2 separate regions of the Hordeum vulgare genome follow, and region 2 is linked to region 1. A link is a contact called in public Hi-C data. All regions are on one chromosome and are shown on one strand. The core of a region is the stretch at or near the end of the contact, and the rest is flanking DNA. Distances in the headings are between cores, read along the strand shown. Region 1 has its middle 58 kb from the start of LOC123405937. Region 2 has its middle 15 kb from the start of LOC123405937.

The links. Hi-C and Micro-C count contacts between places; a contact is called where the count stands out from the background.
Region 2: a Hi-C map of leaf shows a contact between it and region 1, with 3 times the contacts expected there. The contact joins two enhancer-like sites. A contact is called at or near these places in 2 of 6 Hi-C or Micro-C datasets (leaf and seedling).

What each region holds. Positions count from the first base shown.
Region 1 is chr6H:534,823,730-534,829,916 of MorexV3_pseudomolecules_assembly, forward strand. No RefSeq gene overlaps it. Among protein-coding and RNA genes, the nearest start is that of LOC123405937, 58 kb to the right of the region's middle. Within about 2 kb of position 4,007, at least 2 of the 3 cell types and tissues checked have open chromatin away from gene starts, as enhancers often do. A contact at or near this core is called in leaf, where this site is marked.
Region 2 is chr6H:534,866,405-534,872,259 of MorexV3_pseudomolecules_assembly, forward strand. No RefSeq gene overlaps it. Among protein-coding and RNA genes, the nearest start is that of LOC123405937, 15 kb to the right of the region's middle. Within about 2 kb of position 3,032, at least 3 of the 3 cell types and tissues checked have open chromatin away from gene starts, as enhancers often do. A contact at or near this core is called in leaf, where this site is marked.

The sequences.
Region 1 (6,187 bases), core at 2,757-5,256:
GGATCACTCACCCCGTTGGAGTATCTCGGAGCCAACGGCCTCAGCGGGGTGAGCTCATCGTCATTGTCAATCTAGTTAATGATTGTACTAGTTTGTACCAATACCGAACTAATTGTTTTTTTAGGGGTAACTAAAATTATGGAACGGTGGGGGTACCGAAAGAGTGGGCGTTGAATAATTGTAAAATAAGGGAAATGCCAGCCTAGAAATACTTGTACCGAAAGAACGGTGGGGGTACCATGACAATTCCGAGCTTGTACCAGACAGAAAAGAATTTCTTTACGCGTTAAAAGCTTAAAAGTATGACAGATAAAGAAGAGGTTAGGCAGCAGATAAGACTTCTTTACGCATTAAATAATTGAAGCAATACCTTGCATTACGAGCTGGCTGGCTGGCTGGTGGTGTACTCGTTGGTTCGGATGCATTTAGTGGAAGCAAGATGCCGCACCCTTCCTGCCCCGCTCGGTCGATGCATACCGTACCACATCAACCAAGGCATTGATTGGATTGTCGTTTTCAACCCTGTTACAAGTGTAAAATATACAGACCATAATCCATCGTTTTTATTTTCTACTGAAAATCGTACATGATCAGCAAAAAAAACAGTTGTAAAACTAATACGAGTGTATTAGAATACACCGATTTCAAACGGCCCCTAATTGATTTTGATCCGTATGAAGTACTCTTTCCTCTCAAAATTCTTGTCTTAGGTTTGTCTATAATTGAATGTATCTAAATACTAAAACGTGACTAGATACATTCATATTGATACAAATCTAAGACAAATTCTTTAAAACGGATGGAGTACAATTAGGTGCGACGACCATAGTCGCACCCTTATCCATTGCCAGTGTGCCGTGTCGTTAATGGCGCTAACTGGCTGAGGGAGGGCGTTTGTTAACTGTTAACGATCATCTCGTTCACGAACATCAGATGAGATAACGATAATTAAGGATGGGGAGGGATATTGACCCGTGTGTGCCTGTGTGGTGTTATAATTAATCCCAAATGGGATAACAATTGGCTGCAATTCGGGATTGATAGTGATTGAACAGCACAACTATAAGTGTATGCGTACGTGATGTCAAAACGAGTGTATGTGTACCGTGTACGTGGTGGTACCGCCTCCGTCATGATGATTAAGGGTCAGTTCTTTCGATAACTTTTTAAGCCTTCTAGAATAAGTTGTCCCCCACGCAGCTTATTCTAGAAGCCCAACTAAAAATATTTTTCTAGAAGCTTAGTAATCAAGACTTAATTAATAAGCTTTAAAAATATATATTTGATTAAACTTCTAGAATAAGCTGGATAAGGGCAGCTTATTTCAGTTTAATCTAAAAGCTATCAAAAGAACTGGCCCTTAGCATGCTGACGCGGGCATGGGCCGACCAACATGCCATGGGCTAATGGTGGGTTAAGAGCATCTCTAACACATATTTAAAACTCATTTCCTATCCCAATGCTCGTTCTTTAATTTCTCATTTTTATGAATTATATTTTGTTTATCTAGCCAATCCGTTGAATTTATTTTTCAAAAAAGAAAAGAAAATCAAACACGAAATTTGCACATAGATTATTTCCAAACATGTATTTAAATTGCTTCATTGCATAATTAAACAATGGTACCATATTAACATCATACATCATAACTAAAAAGTCCATTACCTACTACTTTAACACTGCATCGAACATCGAACTAGCTAAAGCATCACGATAAAATAAATATAAGGAAATACTAGATATATAAAAGAGGAGCTCCACTTACGCCCAGTTCTTTTGGCCGATTCTCCGAGAATCTTGAAAATCGACCCTTCATCTAGCTTCTCACAGAATCTTGTATACCTATGTTTTTTTTACAATCCTAGTTTTTCATATCCTAACTAGCTAGGATTGTAAAAAAAATATGGATTCAAGATTGTGGGAGAAGCTGGGTGGAGGGTCGATTCTCAAAATTATGGGAGAATCGGCTAAAAGAACTGGGCCTTAATCATCCTCGAAGAAGCCCGATTGGGAGGAGGTGGGGATCACCGTCCCCTCACCAAAGGAACTGACATCTTGGTCATTGGAAATTGCGCGGTACTCGTGCTCGATGACACATGCATTCTCCATGGACTCAAGGGATGCACAATTCTCAAGGACAATCGACACGTCCTCTAGGAGGGTGACCACGAAGGCGGCATGGGTTGCGCGGTTGAAGGCGTTTTCAAAGATCTTGCTTACAATAATGTCAGGAAAGAGGTTGTGTTAGGTGAAAATGGTTCCTTTATGTTTTCGTTAGTGTATGTTTTTATTTTCCATTATATGTTCTGTTGTGGTGGTTTTTGGTCTATTTCCTTACAGGCCTTTTGTATTTTGTTTTTTTTCCCTTTTAATGGATTTAGCAGAACACCCACTTGAAGGTCATTGACATACTCTGATAGTCGGCTTGGATGACCAAACGGTATATAAAGTACTTTCTAAGGTATCTTCAATAGAGGAGAAGTTGGGATAAAAAACTGTCCAACAGTTCTTAAATACACAATATTTTTCAAATGACCCAGTTAATCTCCAAAACTTCCACTCCATAGAAAAAAAAACTACCCGTAAAACTGTTTTTGCGACGACCCTACCAGAAACTTTGGCGGGAGCAAACCCCTGTTGTTTTAGGGATCCGAGGCCGTCTTCATGCCAGCTTCGTCCCGCTGCTGCCTCCTGGCCCATCTCCGATGCCGCTCAAACAGTGGTGGCCCCCAAATGCCTCCTGCATCCCCCCCCCCCCCCCCGCCACCCACCTGCCTCCTCGGACCGGCCCCTTCTCCCAGCCACCTCCCCGCATGTGCCTTTCGTATGCTTGTTTAATGTGAAATATTAAAAAAACAGATGTTAATAAAAGATATTTTCGTGAAATAGGAAAAGACAAAAAAAATTAAATTCTATGAACACCTAAAACAACTTTTACGATTTTCTTTTTACAAACTGTAGGAGATGCTCTATCAACATCCGGCCTAACGTGTAATTTGTACAACACAAACTTCAGCTGCGGTGAGATGGAAGAGCTCGTTGCGTGGAATAGTATGGTTTTCATAGAAAACATGATCTCAATCTGGATGAACGGATGTAAGAGCATCTACAACCGGATCCTTCAAATGACTCCTTAAATAATACGGTTTTCTTTTTTGAAAGAACGCAGGAAAGCTGTGTACAGTATTTCATTAAGGGGCTGACAGCCAATTTGTGCGTGTTGTGTGTTGGTGGATGTCTCTACATCACACACGGAGTAGGTGGTGCGCCTGGCTTCGGCATGCATGGATAAACCACCGTTTTTTAAAAAACAGGGAGATTTTATTAAACTGTAACAGACTTACAATCCTCAACAACCAGCATAGTGATACCGGTGCTTCTTCACGTTGCTTCTTGGGGCTGTCACGTTGCTTTCCACCAAAACATATATTTTTTGTTTTCATCTTCAAATGGGCAGGCTTTAACATTTCTTTATCCTGCCTGATTGATATCATTGGCGTTCTTCTTACAAGGAACTGCAAAAAAAGCACTTGTTATCCGCCGATAACATTGATCTCATCAAGATTTAACTCTTTAGCTATCGTTTTGCTGCTACGTACGTACGCCATCACTAAAAATCAAGACATGACAAGTTAGACGTCCATTTGTACTTATCCGCCAAGAAAAAGACGTCCATTTGTACCAAGTACACAAGTAGTAGTAGCTTGTTTCTTCATAGTTGTACGGCCGCCTCGTTCGGCCACGTACACTAGCAGGCTAGAACAGTTAGGTTCAAAAAAAAAACTAGAACAGTTGTTTGGATATGACAGCTCCATTAGTCATCCATTTTCCACACCTAGCCGTGGCCACAAGATCCAACCTAAGCGTACTGCCGACTGCCGTCTAGCTCACGTGACACGAACCAGACTTTGGAACTTCCAAATGGATGCTAGCTAGGGCACATCGACCAGCGAGGCAAGAATTTGAACTCACGTAGGAGTACTATATTAGATAAGGCAGGCTAAGCCTGTTTTGTGCTAATAATTGGCCAGCCTAGAAAAGAATATCCTTCCACTCCGTTCCATGCATGCATGCATGTCGACCCGTTTCGATCCGGCCATCATTGGCAACACATGCAGGCGCTTGGACAAATTAGTGGATATGATATGTAAAGCCAAGGCTAGCTCTTGTTTAACATTTTTCGTTGGATAAGTTATGTAAAGCCAAGGCTATCTCTTGTTTAACATTTTTCATTGGATAAGTTATGTAAAGCCAAGGCTAGCTCTTGTTTAACATGGTTGACCAAGAAGGCAAGAAACACTTATTTCAGACGACCCACGGGTGGTCCATCCGAAGAACACGACATGTGAGAGTCCGGTAAGATGGCACATATAATCTTTTTCTAGAAGATCGATGGGCATATGTAATCTTCGGTGGATCTATCGCGATGGTAGTAGTTGTATAGTCGGTCGGCCAGCGTCGTCCAGAGCAAGCAACAAGATAGTAATCCGTTGAGCATGTGTGTGAGTGACCTAGGGGACGAGGGAGTTGGTGTTGTCCAAGCATGTGCTAAGCATATTACGCCTGCATGCTTAGTGTGATGCTACGCGCACCTCGCATACTTATCAACTTGGCCGGCCGATCGGACGAGCATATGCTCCACGTTGATTCCACCGTATTCGGTCAGGCTAAACTGAAAATGCTTGAAGTGTGGTGCCTGTTGTGTACGTATATATACCTGGCGTTGGCGATTGGTTTGGCGTTGGAGTGAGCGTGCTTCCATCGTGATTGCGCGCGCTTTATTGTGAGGGGGACTTTCGATTGGTCAGTGGTACCAAATTAATAAAATATATCCCGTTGACGCAAGCTAAAGGTCTTGTTCTCTTTGAAAATGAAGTGTTGCACCCCTGTGCTCTTTATGGGATTTCGCGTGGACTTTCTTGGTGGGAAACTTATCTGATGGCATCTTTTTACCTCCCACTTGATTGACACTATATAAGTATATATCCAGTTGCATATCTCCGAATCTAAAATCATATTTGACTTCTAAAATTTCAAAATATCTGGTTTGGTTGCTTCTGGTTGGGGCAATCCAGTAAGATCCAAAGACTCAAACCTCGGCATATATTAGATAAATTCCTTTTGTCTCGGGCTTTTCCTTGAGAAATATTTCACTATTTCCCCCTCAAATTTAGGGGAAAGAGAGTGGGCTTGGCCGCAGGGTAGGGCTAGGTCTTCTTTTCTTTTCTTTTTTCGTTTGAATTCTAATAGACTCCGCTCTGCACTGACGCCGGCTCAGAGCGGACGTGCCTCTTCCTAGTGCTGGCATTGAAGCGGCTTGTTGGCCAAAGATGCCGCCTGTGTCACATCTCCATTATCTGCACATGTTTAATGTGGGAGAGACATTTGCTGGACGAGACGAATCTAATATCTATCACGCATGTTCAATGCCCGTTCTTCGTCTAGACGAGACAAATATCTACCACTCCTATTCAATGCATGTCCCTCGTCTGCCGTCACTAAATAGACTTGAGGTTTGAGAAACCAACTCCGTCTACCGCGCATTGAAGCACCTGGAAGCTTTGCCTCATCGGCATCCACTATTCAAAGGAGACCACAACAAGCGAATAACACACCACAACCCCATCTGCTCCACATGTTCTTCCTGTACACTATATCTGTCATGACCAAGAGCGGGGACGTTCTATGGGAGAGCCTTCCAACGAGACATGTGATATTTCGAGCTTGAGCACCAAGACAAATCTCTCGCACTACTACAATGTACACTCTCGGAGAAAATATGTAGTGCATATTAGATTTGTCAAAAATCAAATGTGTATGTTTAATCTAATTTATAGAAGAAACTACCAACATGTACAATACCAAATAAAAATATATTATGAAACAAACTATATTAATTTGATCATGATGTTCATGTTTTCTTTTCTATTAATTTGATCAAATGTCGACTTGTTCATAGTACCGGTAGGACTACGACTCTATGTATTTGCATGCCAACTTGTTATTTTGGCAGGAAGAAAAAAAATACAACAGAGATGCTAAGGGCATCTCCAATGCCGACCCTCAAAGCCCCGCAACTGTATGAACCACGCGGTTTGAATGTGCTTTGCCATCCAATACAGTTCTGCATCAGTCTGACAACAGGTCTGGTAATGCTGGACGAAAAGCTCGAAGTTCGATCGCTCGA
Region 2 (5,855 bases), core at 1,782-4,281, 42 kb after region 1:
AAAAGATTGGGTTCTCATATTATTAGAAATGCACTGCAGTTATCCGGATGCTTGCTTACGGAGTACCCGGTGAACTTATCGATGAGTACGTCCGTATGAGTGAGTCTACGTTCCTAGAGTCGTTGTACAGATTCTGCAAGGCTATGGTTGCAGTGTTTGGCCCTGAGTACTTGAGAGAGCCGACTGCAGCAGACACAGCCCGCTTCTTGGCGATCAATGCCAGTTGGGGCTTCCTAGGGATGCTTGGCAGCATCGACTACATGCACTGGGAGTGGAAGAACTACCCTTCTGCTTGGCAAGGCCAGTACAAGGCTATGTCAAGGCTTGCACTGTCATACTTAAGGTCGTGGCCTCTGAGGATCTCTGGATCTGGCACTCTTTCTTTGGCATGGCCAGATCGCACAATGATATCAACGTGCTTCAACGATCGCCGGTATTTGCAAGGCTTGCCAAAGGCAACAGTCCGTCGGTCAATATTAACATCAATGGTCACAACTACAACAAAGAATACTATCTAGCTCACGAAATCTATCCACTGTGGACCACTATTGTGAACATAATCTCCAACCTTTTCAGAGAGAAGAGGAAAAGATTTTCGCAAGAGCAAGAGAGTGCTAGGAAGGATGTCGAGCGTGGCTTTGGTGTTTTGCAATCTCGATGGAGCATAGTTCGGTATCCTCCTAAAACTTGGAGCACCAAGAAGTTGTGGGAAGTGATGAATGCTTGTGTGATCATGCACAATATGATCGTAGAGGATGAGCGCCCGGAACATCTCCATGATCAAGGGTTTGAGTTTCAGGATGACAATGAGGTGCCTCACCATGGCGGAGAAGCGACATCGTTTGCGCAGTTCATCCAATTTCATTATAAAATACGTGATTAGAAAACTCATATTCAGTTACAAGATGATTTGGTTGAGCATATGCGGGATCATGTTGGCAACCAATCGGTATATGTTTTAGACAATTTAATTTTTTGGAGGCTTGTAAAATTTTTCTATATTTTATTTTCGGTTATGAAACTTCATTTGCTTTTGAAAAAAATATAAAATGTTTGTATTTAAAAACCAGTGGTTAGCCGATCACACGGACAAATATGGATCGGCACGTTGGACGCGATGCCGATCTAAATCATAGACCGGACGCGATGCCGATCTAAATCATAGACCGGACGGACAGAGAGCCGACGAACGACCCAAACAAACAAAAAACGGACAAAATCGCCATTCGGTCAGCTCGTTCGAGTTGCTCTTACGTCTTTTTGAAATGGCAATTGATTTTGTTGGGTTTTATTTTGACCAGCACAACGTATGTGAAACGAACAAAATTACAGACTTTTCCCTGATCATACCACAAATAAGCTGAGAAAACAGGTACTTAAAAGAACTGGCTAACTTATTATCTGGAGCATATTTTCACAGCAGCTTATTTCCACATGAGCTTATTTCCACACCTATGCTCAAAAGAACTGGTCCTTAGTTGTGTTGATAGCCATACTGTACGGTATCTTCGTCAGCTAGCAATGCCGAACAGTACTGTAGCACAGCGAAATGTTACATTTGTACACGGTCAGAGCAGGCAACTTTCACAGGTTGGCGATACAGGGGGGAAAACATCAAGAGAGGTCGATGTTGAGAGTCTTTGGCAGAAAGTAAAGCACGAGATCTACATAAGGGCATAAGGCAAATCCTAACAGCGGATAATGTAATCAAATTCAGCATTCATGGCATGGCATGGCATGGAGCAGCGGCAGTACTGACTTTTTGTTCGAGGGATAATATAAACGAGATGGTCGGTCGTAGTTTAATCTCATATTTTGGCCAGCTATGGAGGTAGGGAGGGGTGCAGCCAGCCTTGGTGATCGGATTAGGTAACGAGCAGGAAACTTAAGGACTGTTTGGTTCATGACTAATTTTATCATAACTAACCTTAGATAAAGTGTTGCTGTCATAAAAAGTGTGACTAACAAAATGAACATCATAAGTGCGATAAGATTTGGTAAAAAATTGAGTCTATGACATGTGAAACATATATCTATAAAAGTATGGCAAGCCAAAAGTATGATTATGAACCAAACACATGCCTAAAGTATTGTGGCACGACTAGAATTAGGTACGGCAACCTTAGATTGGGAACCAAACAGCCCTTAATCTGGTTGCAGCTCAACAGTGGGGCCCCGCCGGGCTTCTTGCCCAGAACGTGAAGGCAGCGTTTGGCATATACGGAGTACTGTATTTAACAAGCCGAGCAAATCTCGACAGAGATCCAGGGCTCAGTCTGTCTAACACGCTGCTGATTACCAATTAGCGAGTCGTAAACGCGGAGATTGGGTTAGCTAGAGATATGCGAGTTGCTACTACTACTAGCTAGGATCAGCAGTGTCGGGATAAGGCTACCGGCCACCACCCACGTTACGTGAGTCTTCATTATCCTCTCGAGAATAGTAGTAGTTCGATCGATCACTTCTCGAATATTTCAATGGTTGTTTTGTACGGCGACGGAAGCATTCACCAGAAGAAGAAGAATATGGTTGATACACGTTTGGTCGTCGTAGCTGCCATCTGTACATTTTGGGACGCCCAAGGATCTCCGCTGTGAGGCCGGGAGAGCACTCGGCGGTCGTCTTTGCCGGAGACGGCCGTCCGTGTCGCCAACGTTGTTCCCTGAACCTTTCGGTGGCCCTTCCTCTGATCCGGACACATGCGATTAAACCATGCGTTGGGCTCGTATCAGTGGTGGCAGTAAGCCAGTAACTCGGGCGTCTTTGATGCTGCGCTCATGCCGGGAAACATGCCCACCGGGGAACCCTGTGGCCGTGCTTCGCCGCCGGTCGATATCAGGGTCGTCCCCCGCCGCGGAAGTTTACCAGCGGAAAAGTCAGCTCGGAGCCAGTCACGGACGGAAGGACCGTTTCCGGCCGGCCAACATTTGCCCGATTTTCGTGGCACGAGCAAGTCACGGAGACTGGCAGACCGCATGCGGTGTCCCGCGCTTCGTGGTTCTTTTGGATAGGATCGCGTCGTGGTTGTGCTACGGAACCGAGGCCAACCACGTAATAATACTACAGATCAGCGCGTGCAAAGCTTTACGCTGAGCGATCGAACACTCCCGCGCACCTGACCAACTAACCAAAACTGTGCGTGTTGCCGGTGTCCCGTTATTTGTTTCGTGTTTTGGTGGGGATGGCATGATGTCGACTGGCAGGAAAAGACAGCCCTTCCTCTTTCATCCTTTCCAAGAAACCACGTAGCACTGGCTAGCATTTTATCAAGATTGACCGGTCAAACGACCAAAGCTTCGGTCCTCGGTTTTTTCGGCCTCGGTTTTGAATTTTTTGGCTCCGGTCCTTGGTTCTTGGTTTTTTTGCCCGTCCTTATTTTTGAGAAACAGGAAGAATTTGTAATCGCGATTTTTAAAATTTTCTAACAATTTTTTGAAATGTTTTGAACATTTTCTGTAAAAAGTGGACAAATTTTGAAATATAGAATGTTGTTGAAACTAGTGAACAATTATACAAACCAAACTCTATAAATATATGTGTTGAACAAGTTTTGAATATGCATTGATTTTTTTTAATATACGTTTAACAATTTTCAAAAACATAGGAAACACTTTGTAATATACAATGAACATTTCAATAACACACAATAAACTTTCTATAATATAGGAAAAGAGAAACAGTAGAAATAAAAAAAACATAAAAATAAAAGAATATAAATATAATAGAAACCAAAAATAAAAATGAAAACAAAAGAAAAAAGAACCAGAAAAGAAGAACAAAACAAAGATAGATTTAAATGAAAGGAAAAAAGAACCAGGAAAAAGTAAAAAATGAAAATGAAAAAAATAAAAGAAATCAAAAATAAAAAAAGAAAAATAAAAATGAAAGGGGAAAAGAACCAGAAAAAAAACAAATAACGAACGAAAAAACAAAAACAACAACACGCATCACGCGCTTCCGTGAACTGGGCCAGCCCAATCCTGATTATCATTTGCCACGTCGACAATCCCTATTAAAAAATGACCTAAAAGTTTGATTTAAAACTGGAATTGCATGGTTTATGATACATTTGATTCGGAATTTGATTTGGGGTTCGTTGCGTCCGAACCCTGAGACATGCATGCATGCACCTGCACCGTTCCATGTGTGGCTCTGGACGGCGATGTGTCCGTCCAGATATATCCACTGCTGCAGAAAGCGCGGCGACAGCGCACGCCATGGTGGTGCTCAGGCGAGGGAGCATGCATGCATTGCATATTCTTGCCTTGGGCTCCAGCGCATGTCCCGCTTCGTTTGACTCTCATCGCCTTCCCTGCCGCCAGCCATCGACGCCCCGATTCAATATTCACTGTCGCGCCGAAATGCTTGACACTCTCTCCGTCTCCGGTATGCTCCGCTACTCGATCCGGGCCCGCCTGCATGCATGCAAACCTACAGTAGCTGGCTGCTAGCTTGTTACGTTGGCACAGGGCACGGGCCCGTCGCCTTGGTCAATTTTCTCGCCCGGCGAGGGCTGCCGTTCAGCGTCATGCCTCTGCCTGTCTCCATTATTTGCAGCGCCGTCGCTCGGACCTTGCTTGCGCCATGCCTGACCAGTGACCGCTCGCAACTCGTACCGATGGTGCGCGGTATCGCTCATCCTGCACACGACAAGAACATGATCCGGCTTGCTAGCTACTCCTGTCAGGCGACATTGATGATCCATCGGCGCTTTCCGGTGTGCCGCAGCTGTTCAGACCCGGACGGATGATGCTCCAACCCCGTTCTGCCGTTCGATAGTCGATACTACATAGTAGTAGTTGTGGATAGGAGTAATACAGGTGTAGCTGCTTTTGCTTTCCCGCACATCGTTGATTTCATGCCGACAAGATCGGTCGATCTTTGCCGTGATCGGATGGGTTTCACGGCACCCGTGGTACTCTAGCTGTTCGACATTCTGAGCAACAGATGGCTGGGCACCTTTACTTTGCGGCCGTGGTGGAAAATATGCCGGCCGAATGCTGATCGATCCAGACCGACCACGTACGTACGTTCTTTCTGTCGAATGGCAGCACCAGCACGCATGTTTCTCCCTTTACCCGACGAAGTTGGGCACCATTTTTTGCTTTGCCAATTGCCACACTTCACACTCGATGCGGACTTGGCCTTTCGGACCAGCTTGATCACAGAAACCTTGTGCGCCAAACACGCCGTGTAGTACGGTCATGGTGCTACAATCAGCTCGAGTACGCTGGGAAGAAAGCATGCATCGGCTGATATGCTTGCTAGCCTCGCTGGGCACTTTTCAACGATCTTATCCCCAACACCGATCTTTGGCCGTGATATCATTTTGAGGTTCTGTAATGCATCATGGAGCCTGCCAAGCCCGTACAATGAATATGAGTTGTTATAATGAAAGAAGAGGAAGCACGGGCCGGAAGCAAATGCGGTTGTTGCGAGCGACGTACGGCTACTTGCAAATCTTAATCAATGAATTTGTATATCTTGCACAGAGGGAACCTACAAGCATATTCTATATTTCTATTTGCCTTCTTATCGGGTTATCTATTCCTAAAAGCATCTACAACCGGGCATATCAAATCCAGTCCCTCAAACGTCATCGCCTCATTTGTTTGTTTTGACACCCGCGTCCCTCATGTTCAAATACTCAAAACCTTACAACTCATACGACACTACGTAAAACTAGATCAACACGTAGTTCATCGAATCACATTACATCGCCGGATAAAAGAAACATAGTTCATCCAAGTATAACGGCAAATCCATAACACAAACTACTTAAAACATACTTGAAATACAGACAGAACGAGGAAGGGCAGAGAAAATCACCATTTTCTCGCCGGCCCCTTCACCTT